Linked DNA regions of Oryctolagus cuniculus: region 2 is linked to region 1. Evidence: chromatin contacts called from public Micro-C data. All regions are on one chromosome and are shown on one strand. Each heading gives the region's core, a stretch centred on a gene start, on an enhancer-like site or on the middle of the called end of the contact. The rest is flanking DNA. Distances are from core to core; before and after follow the strand shown.

Evidence for each region. Hi-C and Micro-C count contacts between places; a contact is called where the count stands out from the background.
Region 2: a contact with region 1 is called in a Micro-C map of ear pinna, with 4 times the contacts expected there. The contact joins the promoter of DOCK5 here to the promoter of CDCA2 in region 1. A contact is called at or near these places in 2 of 6 Hi-C or Micro-C datasets (ear pinna and an unstated tissue).

Annotation. Positions count from the first base shown.
Region 1 is chr2:48,731,300-48,736,199 of mOryCun1.1, forward strand. CDCA2 (cell division cycle associated 2) reads right to left here and starts at 3,573. Exons shown (of 15, transcript XM_008249409.4): 1 at 3,407-3,573; 2 at 2,337-2,400; 3 at 2,067-2,240; 4 at 410-564. The coding sequence starts at 2,400. KCTD9 (potassium channel tetramerization domain containing 9) reads left to right here and starts at 3,791. Exons shown (of 12, transcript XM_002709462.5): 1 at 3,791-4,074. The coding sequence starts at 4,027.
Region 2 is chr2:48,999,575-49,004,308 of mOryCun1.1, forward strand. DOCK5 (dedicator of cytokinesis 5) reads right to left here and starts at 1,829. Exons shown (of 52, transcript XM_017338016.3): 1 at 1,554-1,829. The coding sequence starts at 1,596.

The DNA.
Region 1 (4,900 bases), core at 2,323-4,822:
CAGTTTGCTTCTTCCACAATAGTGTCCCAAATGAATTTTGTCCTGTGAGACCCTTGTCTCAACACACCAATAATAACAGCTCTGAAAAAAAATCAGAAACTATTTTTAAAAGAAAAAAATTGAACACTGCTTTACCTCATTATAGAAAACAGACATTAACAAAGGAAAAAACTTACAAAATAAATTACAAAGTTCCTGCAAAACCCATTTCTATCCTGGTCTCAGAACTTAGAATGCTCAACATCATCATTTATGCAAAACACATATTCTCTGTAAGACACAGAGAAAACGTTCTCTCCTCAGATCTAAAACAGGTTCAGAAGAGCCTTGCATGAAAGCTTCATCACAGAGCAAAACATCTCTTCTTTCTCTAGAAAAACTCTTAGCAGAAATCAGAAGAAAATCCAACCTGAAAAGGGGAATCCTGTGCCAAAGGAGATTTCGCAGCATTCTTTAAACTCCGCTGCTGAGCAATGAAGCGGATTAGATGGTTTGTTTCGGGAGAGCCTCGGGCACCAACTGCAGAACGCCGTCTGGATTTCTTCAGGCAGGATGCTGACTTTCCTATGAGGAAACTCTCTCGTCAATCAGAACAAAACAGGCAATCACTAGTAATCATGTCCAATGCCCAGGATGGGCCAGCCTGACAGGGAAAAGACGGTAACCACCTGGTACACAAGGCTATATGGAGAACTATCGGCAAGGTAGTTCCCACATGATCTACTGGACAGAAGTCTTTGTGTTTTCCACTGATTTAGTCCACACTCAGAGAACACTGACTAACACATACACAGCATTTACTCAATAGCTGCTGCAAGAATACATGCATGTATCTTAACAAATAGCTATCATTTGTGTTCTTTCTGCACATGGAGGTGGCTAATGGGTAGCTACTGACGAAAAACTTCTAATTTTGAATGAGCTTTATTCCGAAGGCCTGAAAGAAGTTCATCTAGGCAAATGTATCTCCTATTCTTAATTCTTCAAGACAACCTTGATTCTCTTAGATACCTTTCTGCCCTTTAGTTCACCACCTTGAATTTTTGCCTTATGTCTAAACACAAAAGATGAATCCAGGGCCGGCGCTGTGGCATAGCAGGTAAAGCCGCCTCCTGTGGTGCCGGCATCCCACATGGGTGCTAGATCAAGTCCCAGCTGCTCCACTTCCGATCCAGCTCTCTGCTGTGGCCTGGGAAAGCAGTAGAAGATGGCCCATGTCCTTGGGCCCCTGCACCTGCGTGGGACACCTGGAGGACGCTCCTGGCTTTGGAACAGCTCAGCTCTGGTCATTAAGGCCATCTGGGGAATAACCAGCAGATAGAAGACCTCTCTCTGTCTCTGCCTCTTTCTCTCTGTAACTCTGCCTTTCAAATAAACAAATAAATCTTTTAAAAAAAAAAATGAATCCAGCTTTTGAAAGGTCTGAGAGTGAACTCTTGAGAAAATACAGAAGAGTGTGCCACTCCAGCCTCGTCTCAGTCATGTATCAACTGTTCTGGTGCCCTTACTCTCACGTCCCCAGCTTTCCCCCATTTTTAAATGCTGTTCTCTAATCCAATTCCTTTGCCCTATTTCTTACTTCTTCATCTGAGTCAGACTTCACAGGTGGATTTCATTTCTAAGGCTTGAAACAGCCTGGCCCCTGAGGTGGTACTCTGAATATGGTTTGTGAAGGGGGGCACACTCCAATCTTTCAGTATTATAGAATCTTAAAGGCTCTTCAAGGTCCTCTTACTTGCTACACATAAACATAAAACGTATTATGACACACATTATGCACCCTTTTGAGTTCGAAGTGTTAGATGAAAAAGTGGTTCCCACACACATCCTTTTCCAGAATGGGCATGGAACACAAACTCTGACCTGACCTGGGACATGATCACCCTGGATATCCTGGAACTCTGTTACCCTTGCTAGGCGAGACGAGCTATGCATGTGCAGAGGCTCCCTGAACAAGCAAGTGTGCACAATTCACACCCCTAAAACAGACAGTGCAGACAAATAAAACTGACCTGTACTAAAGTTATCTTAAAAGAAAAGCCTGGCAAGGGAATAAGGTTTCTTACCTGAAGAGTTCCTCACAAAGCTGTCAGGTGTAATTCCCAGCTGCTCTACAGTTACGGTGGAAAAATCCAAAGGTGTCTTAGAAGCATCAGGGGTGCAAAAATGAGGACTCACTTCTGCCACATGCTTCTGGGGCGTCCCAAACTTCCCAGCTTCCCACACGAAGGCGGCATTTTCTGAAACGAACACCATGTTGCAGGAGCAAAGCATCTTTAGGAACAGAAATATCTGAACTTTTACCTTTCACAAAGAAGCAACAGCTCTCCACCTACCAGCATTAGCAGGAGCAGACTCCTTGGCTTCAAGGTGCTCCTTGGCTTTCGAATCAGTTTCCATCTAATGGAAACAAACAAACAAAAAAACCTCCATTACTAAGTTAAATGTGCGTCAATCAAGAATTTAATCCAGACTGAACTTTAATACGATCTACACCGCCTTACAAATACATTATCAAGAGAGTACTTCGGGGGCTCCAATTAAAAAGTGTTAAGAAACTGCTGTTCAGGAAGAACAAAGCAGGTCAGTGTTCCACGGGCCACGGCATTTTCCACCTCAGGGAACACCCGAATCACCTGGCACCCCACTAGGGAGGCAGTCTTGAACGTGTCCAGAAATTCTAATCCTGCACGTCCGGACCGGAGCCCCCTCCCCAGAACCTGCAATTTAAAGAGCACCGCAGGCGACTCACAGCAGGCCGGAGGAGAACCAGTACCTCCAGGGGCAGAGGTCCAGCACGCTTAGAACCAGATCCGCGGAGCCGCCAGCGAAACCGGAACCGGGACACCTCCGACCCCTCTCGTCCACCACCTCAGCGTCCCCGGCAGCAGACCAGTGTCGCGGTGGCCGTGACTTTCCGACCCCGGCGCCTCGACCCGGAAGTGTCCGCACTGGCCAGCAGCCCAAGAGCTACTCTGGCCCCCGCGCGTTCCGGGCCCCGAAGCCAGCGGCGACTGCTGCACCCCTCAGCCGGCCCCGCCACCCTTCTGCCCGCGGCCAGATTCAAATCGCCGGGCCCGCCCCCTCCGGCCGGCGTTATCGAGAATCTCTACGCCGCTGCCCCTCCCGCACGTGTCCGCGTGCTCCCCGACTCGCTAGCCTCTCTCGCCGTCCCCAAGAACCGGCTAGCCGGGCTCAGAGAGAAATCACTTAGAGCCTCGGGCGACGCACTCATAGACAGACACCTTCGGGCAACCTGTGTCCACGGGGACTACTTTCTGTGAGAGCCCCGCGGAGGGACCTTTCGGTTAGGCTGCAACTCCGCCTCCCACCTTGCTATTGGATACTGCAAACTTTAAAAAGAATCATTTGACCAATCCCCACAGGACGACGGGCCGGTTCTTACCCAATTAGCCAATCCCGATAACAGCCGTTTCCTCGCTAGCTTGAAATGTGGGAAGGGTAGTGGAAGGGGGCGGTGCTTACTGATGTTTGGGTCCCTTCTAGAGCGCCACTCTTTTTCCTCAAACCCCGCCTTCTTATGCAGATAAGCGCTACCTAGATTTGGGTGTGCGCCTGCTCAGTCATGCTTAGAGCCGCCGCTCGACTCTAGCTTCGTCTCTGATTGGCTGAGTCCCCTTCCCGTCTACTCGCCTTCAGCTTTTCTTCCCTCCCTCCGTCCGAGTTGGGTTGGTCAGAACCCACCCATCCAGGGCCGCTCATTGGTTGCGTTCTGGTCGGAGACGGCGTTTGATTGGTGAAGCTCACGGTCCGTCTCGGCGCTGTGGGGGAAGGGCCCCAGGCAGGCTGAGGCGCCTAGGGGCGGGGTGGGAAGGAGGACCGGCCAACCCCGGGGTGTGGGACCCGGAGTGCTTGTGTGTGTGGTGTGTCCGCAAGAGAAGGAAGGTGGCGAAGGGAGGAGAACCCGAGTGGGTGGAGGGAGGGGAAGGGCGGGAGGAGAGGAAGGTGGGAGGAGGACAAGGTGGGAGGGTGGCGGCTCACTCAGGACCCGGCGGGGGCAGCGCGATGAGGCGGGTGACCCTGTTCCTTAACGGCAGCCCCAAGAATGGAAAGGTAAGCGGGTCTGGAGGAGGCGCGGCGGGCCCGCTGTGGGGGCGAGGGCGGCCGAGCCCTGGCCGGGGGCAGGGCACGGGGCTGAAGTTGGGCAGAGGGGCTGGAAGGTGGGAGGTTGGCGTGCGCCGGGGCGGGGGGCGCCGAGGAGGGCAGCGCCGGGTCCCCACGGCCGCTTCCGAGTCCCCGGGGCTTCTCTGCCCGAGCCTGCCCTGCAGCTCCTCGGCTGCCCTGGGCACCCGAGCCCGGGGTGTGGGTCCGAGAGGGTCGGGAGGGCGGGGGAGGGCCGCTGTCCCCCGAGCGCTCGGGCTGAGGGTCCTCTTCCCACCCCAAGACCCCGCGCCCCTTCCCCTGGCCGCAGACGGCGCCTCCGGCCCCCTTGGTGCTGAGTAATGGTTTGCTCGGGAAAGTGGTCCTGGTAACTCAGCCGCGTACGGCTGAGCAGGTAAAAGCAGTAAACTACCAGTGGATAAGTCACAGAGTCGTCCATCTCAGGTCGGATGGAGACTCTTTCAACTGAGACGTTTTCTTGATGATTTTCCTCCCTCTCTTTTAGGTGCCCCAATCCCCCAAGCCCCGCCGCTGCCAAACTTCTGTGCTCCTTTTATTATTTCGCCTTATTTTGGTTCCTTAGAGGACTGTGACAACAGAGCAAAATGGATTGACTTGACAGTAGCCTTTGCTGTGTTAGGCCTTTATTGAGGGTGTGGTGCTGAATATTGTTCCAGCGCTGGAGCAAGCCAAAATGAATCCTGTGCCTTCTCAGCCTCTTGCCCCACCCATGAAAGTTGTTCGGCTGCTTTGGAAAATTTTCACTGTGAAAGGCAGA
Region 2 (4,734 bases), core at 579-3,078, 270 kb after region 1:
CAAAAATAAACCAACGATTGCATCTATTTTAGAGCTTTTCACTTTCATGACTACTGGTTCCTTCCTAGCTGGTACCTCTTTATGGGTCTGAGTCTGAAGCCTCATAACTAGATCATGACCTGGTGATCTGGAGGAAGGCAGGAGACATCACCCCCCATTCTGAGTTGTGCCTGCAAAGCAGCAAAAATTCTAAAAGTAACTTCAGCGCAAAAAAAAAAGTTTTCGGAGACAGAAAACAAAGAATACTATATAACAAAAACCTATACTAATAATACATACGGACCACAATCTAAGAAAAATGCAGCAAATAAGAGAGGGTTAAAAAATCAACATCGGGCTCCTGGCTACAAAGTTGAAAAGCACCTACGGGTGTTAAGGGTCCCTGAAACTGACCGACAGGTGCAGGGACCCAGCCCCAGGAACCAGGAGGTGCAGAACAACAGGGGTGCGGAAGGGAGTAAAGATGAAATGACGCGCACGCCAAATGAATGAGCCTGAGCGGAAGCGATAAAACAGCACGCACGGCTGTTTATAACGGGAGACTCCCCCGAAGTCCTAACCGCCTTTGCAAAAGCTCTGGCTCACGGCAGAGGTCTTCCCACGAGACTTCCCCAGGCCCCTGCGGGATATACAAAGTGAAAGAGCGCGGCTCCTCACCTGGTCCAACCCCCGCCCATCCCTTGCGTCGGGTCCAGAGCTACACCAGCAACCCCTCGGCAATCACCCGAGCGCTCCCGCACCGCTGTTGGGCATGCAAGTGCCCAGCACGCGACCTGCCACGGACTACTTGGTCAAATGTCCTCATGTTAACCCAGATAGCACTCAGCGTTGGCAAGGAAGACCCGCACCCTCTCCAGAAACGCTCCGTTAGTGGACCGACCGGCTCCGCACCCACAGCCCCAGGGGCCGGCCACCGCAGCGCGCGCCACACACTTCCTGTCTCTCCATCACCTCCACACCGCGTTAGCTCCCCATTTACAACTGACATCAAGACACCCTCCCCAGGCCCTAGGAGAAGGCGGGAGGGCGGCTTTCTACCCGCAGCCCTTCACTTTGGGACTTCAGAAAACCTCGGAAGACGGGAGCCAGAAAGCACCGGGGCAATGGGCAAAGTTCCCAGCTGCAGATCTGAACTGGCTCCACGAATGGGGGCGCAGGGGCCAAGAAACACAGTCGGGGACCCCAGTGAGCAACAAGCGCCCCCCCTCCTTTGGACGCCCCTGCTCTGCGCTCCGGCTTTGGGGTTCGGGAGCCGGAGTAAAGTCCCGAAGCCCAGCTACACTTTTAGCCACTCGGATTCCCCAAACTCCGGGTGACTTCCCCCGCGGCACTCCCGGGAGAGGGCTCCGACCTCCTCCGGCTCCCAGAGCCTAGGCAGCTGGAGCTAAGCCCTGGCTGCACAGCGAGGGCAGCAGGAGGCGAGACCCGCGCCCCGGAGCAGCGCGCGCACCGGTAGCCGGGCGTCCGCCGCCCCACTCTGCGCAAGCTTGGCAGGGCCGCTGCCCGCGAACTTCGCAGCGGCTGGGTCGGGGCGGGGTGGGGCGAGCACTCACCAACCCCGTACTTCTGCCTCTTGGTCGGGATCCAGCGGGCCATGGCGGCGACCTCGCCCTGCGGCGGCGGCGACTGCTGCTGCTGCTGCTGAGGCGTGGGCTACAGCTCCTCGGACGCCGTTGGCCGCCGCGTCGCTCTCCTGCGCGCCCCGGGCTCTTCCGCCATGTTCTGGCAAACTTCGCCCCGACTCCTCCGGCCGCTCTCCGCGCCGCGCAGCTAGAGCAGGCACCCGCCTCACCCCGGCCCGGGCCGCGCCGGCGGTCACCTGCTGGGCCGGTGGCCGCGCCGCCGTGCGCGCCCCTCCTGGCACCGCCCCGGCCCCTCCCGCCGGCCGCGCCCTCCGCCCGCCGCCGGGGCCGCCTCAGAGCCGGGAGCGCCGGCAGCCCGGCCTCTCTCTCTCTCTCTCTGCCGGGGCGGGCTGCGGCTCCGCCTTGCGCGCTTCCCGGGAGCAGCTTCCCAGGGCAGACTGAGGTCTGGCTCTTCCCTTTCTGCGGTTTGCTTCTCTCCCCGCCTTTCCCACCGGTATTAAACCCTGGAGGCTGGATCCCGCGGGGCCAGTGTCCCGCCGCCAGTGCCCCGAGGGCTGCGCTGGAGGCGCCGGGCACAGCGGGGCGGCGGTGAGTGCAGAGTGCGGGCTGCGCTCCCACTACGCGCGGCGCGGTGGGGAGAAGGAATTGGTAAGGGTGGCTTCTCTTCTCCCGGGCACCACCAGTGCCTGGCACCCAGCGGACGCTCCGTAAATATTTGTAGAATGAATGAGCAGTCGACTAGTGTGTTCACCCCCTGGAGTTTCAGCCCGCACTGCGAAAGCCGGAAGGCGCGCTCCAGAGCAAACGAGACCTCCTGGGGCCACGGCTTTTTCGCCAGAAAAGCAGAACGTGCACCTCTGCTAAATAGGGAACTGGAGCGAGGGCGACTGGCTCCTCAGGAGTATCAGATCGCTTCCTGGGGGCGCCTCTGCGGGCAGATGGCTGAGCAAGCTCTAATTGGAAGTCCTGTGTCCAAGGGGACCCCGAAGAAATCCAGGCTCTGAAGTTCAAAGTGGCAAAGTCCACTCCAGGACCTTCCTTTCCGAGAGCATCCCAGCGGAGAAGGGGACCCGGCAGAGGCCTGACTTTGCTCCTGCTAAGCGGGGCGCCCGTGAGATGCCCTGGGTCCCTCCTGGGGCCTCGTGTCCCATGGGAGAGACCTGGGCAGGGAAGTGGGAGGTGAGGCGTAGGCGTGCGGGGACCCTGGCTGCCTCACGCTTGGAGGAAAATCGCTCAGGGTAAATGACCAGCTTAATTGCGCACACCGTCTGAGCAAATGCCTCTCTGAGGAAGTTTCATGCCTATTTGGGACCCGAAAAGAAGGGAAGCTAAACATGCGGTAATGATAGTACAGCTTGGTTGGAGCATTAATGCATTTTAATGTCAGTGACTTTTGTGCAAAGCCAGGCCAAAAATGTAATTAATCAATTAACAATTAATTAAAAGTCCTGTTCATGAGTACATCCTTTCCTCCCACCGACTAATAGGTGTTTATTCACATGTGATGACGATTTAAGAAATTCCTCTGTCACAGTAGATTTGATACCAGGAGCAATGCCACTTCCTACTTGAGAATAATTGCTCTTTCTCTATCAATAAATAATGAGATCCTGATTTTCTAGGGTAGGTAGTTGCTTTTCGACAAATACACATTAACTGCCTGCTACGTGTCAGACCTGCTCTGAGAAGGGGCACTGCACTAAGGAGCTTGCAGTGGAGAGGGGCCAGCAAAGGCAGTGAACTGGAGTGCCTGCAGAGACAAATCCAAAGCAGGGAGGGTGAGGTGTGTGGAGTGCTGCTGGGCAGGAGAGACAGGATCCCAGGGCAGGTTATCGGGGCGGCAGGAACAGCCAGTGCAAAGGCCAGCAAGCATGCTGGGCAGGTTTCCAAACCAGCCAGGAATCCCTGGCAGTGAGGGGTGAGATGAAAGTTGACCCAAGAGGCTCAGGGTGGCCAGCTGATTAGGCCATGACAGGCTTAAGGACTTCATTTACTACTGGGGTGAGGGGTGTTTGGAGGGTTGTAACTAGCCAGGATCAGAGCTTAACTTGCTGGCACGGGAAGACCAGACGGCCACTTGAGTGGTTCAGGCCAGAAATGCAGGCAGCTGGGTGCGGGGTAGCAGGGGTCGAAGAGAGGTTGATTCTTACCACAGACTGAAAGCAGAGCTGACAGTAGGGCTCTGGGCGCAGAAGGGGATTTTCCACAAGGCTCTGGCCCCTCAGAGTGCTTTATCAGCCCGCACTTTTGCAGTTTGCCCCCCAAAGAACTGCTTGCATTCTTTTAAGAGCCCTACTTCCCTCATTGTATAACTTTCCCTCACTGTATGACTTTCAGGCTCCTCCAGTCTTGGCTGTTACCCTAAAGTGAGAGACATGTGGGTCACAAATGGCTCCCAGGGTTGGGGCTTGAACAGCTGGTAAGGAGAGTTGCCTTTTTCCTGTTCTGCTCTGGTATCTAGTCTAGCTGCACCCTTTCTACTCAAGTTGTTGTTTAAGGTTTTCTTTCAAGACTGTACTTCTTTAGGACTTACCTCACCCCTTCCTCAGCAACTACTTTGATTGGCTCTTAGGAGCTGAAACTCCCTGCCCTGGATTGGACCACCCAAGTGTGGAGGAGCAGAGTCCACACAAAGTTACCAGGGTCCTCTTTGTTCAGGGGGAATGAAATGACCTCTGTTCTAGAACCACCCATGTACATTTGAAACTTCATACACAGCATAGTGTTAATACCCTCTCCAGCAGAACCAGGTTTCTTCCCCAACATGATTCCAATTGCCTCACCTGCACTTTTTTTTTTTTTTAAATACTTGTTTTAATTATTTGAAAGGCAGAGATACACAGAAAGGGAGAGACAGAGAGAGGTTTTCCATCCACTAAGTCACTTCCCAAATGGCTGCAACAGCTGGGGCTGGGCCAGACTGAAGCCAGGAGCCAGGAACCTCTTCTGGGTCTCCCACATGAGTGCAGGGACCCAACCTCTTGGCTCATCCTCTGCTGCTTTCCCACGCTCATTAGCAGAGCTGGATCAGAAGTGGAGCAGCCGGGACTGGAACCAGCTCCCATATATAGGTTGCTACTGTCAGCTGCTTTTCCCTCTCCACCACAAAGCCAACCCCATCACACACACTTTCGCGTGGTAAGCTTTTTCC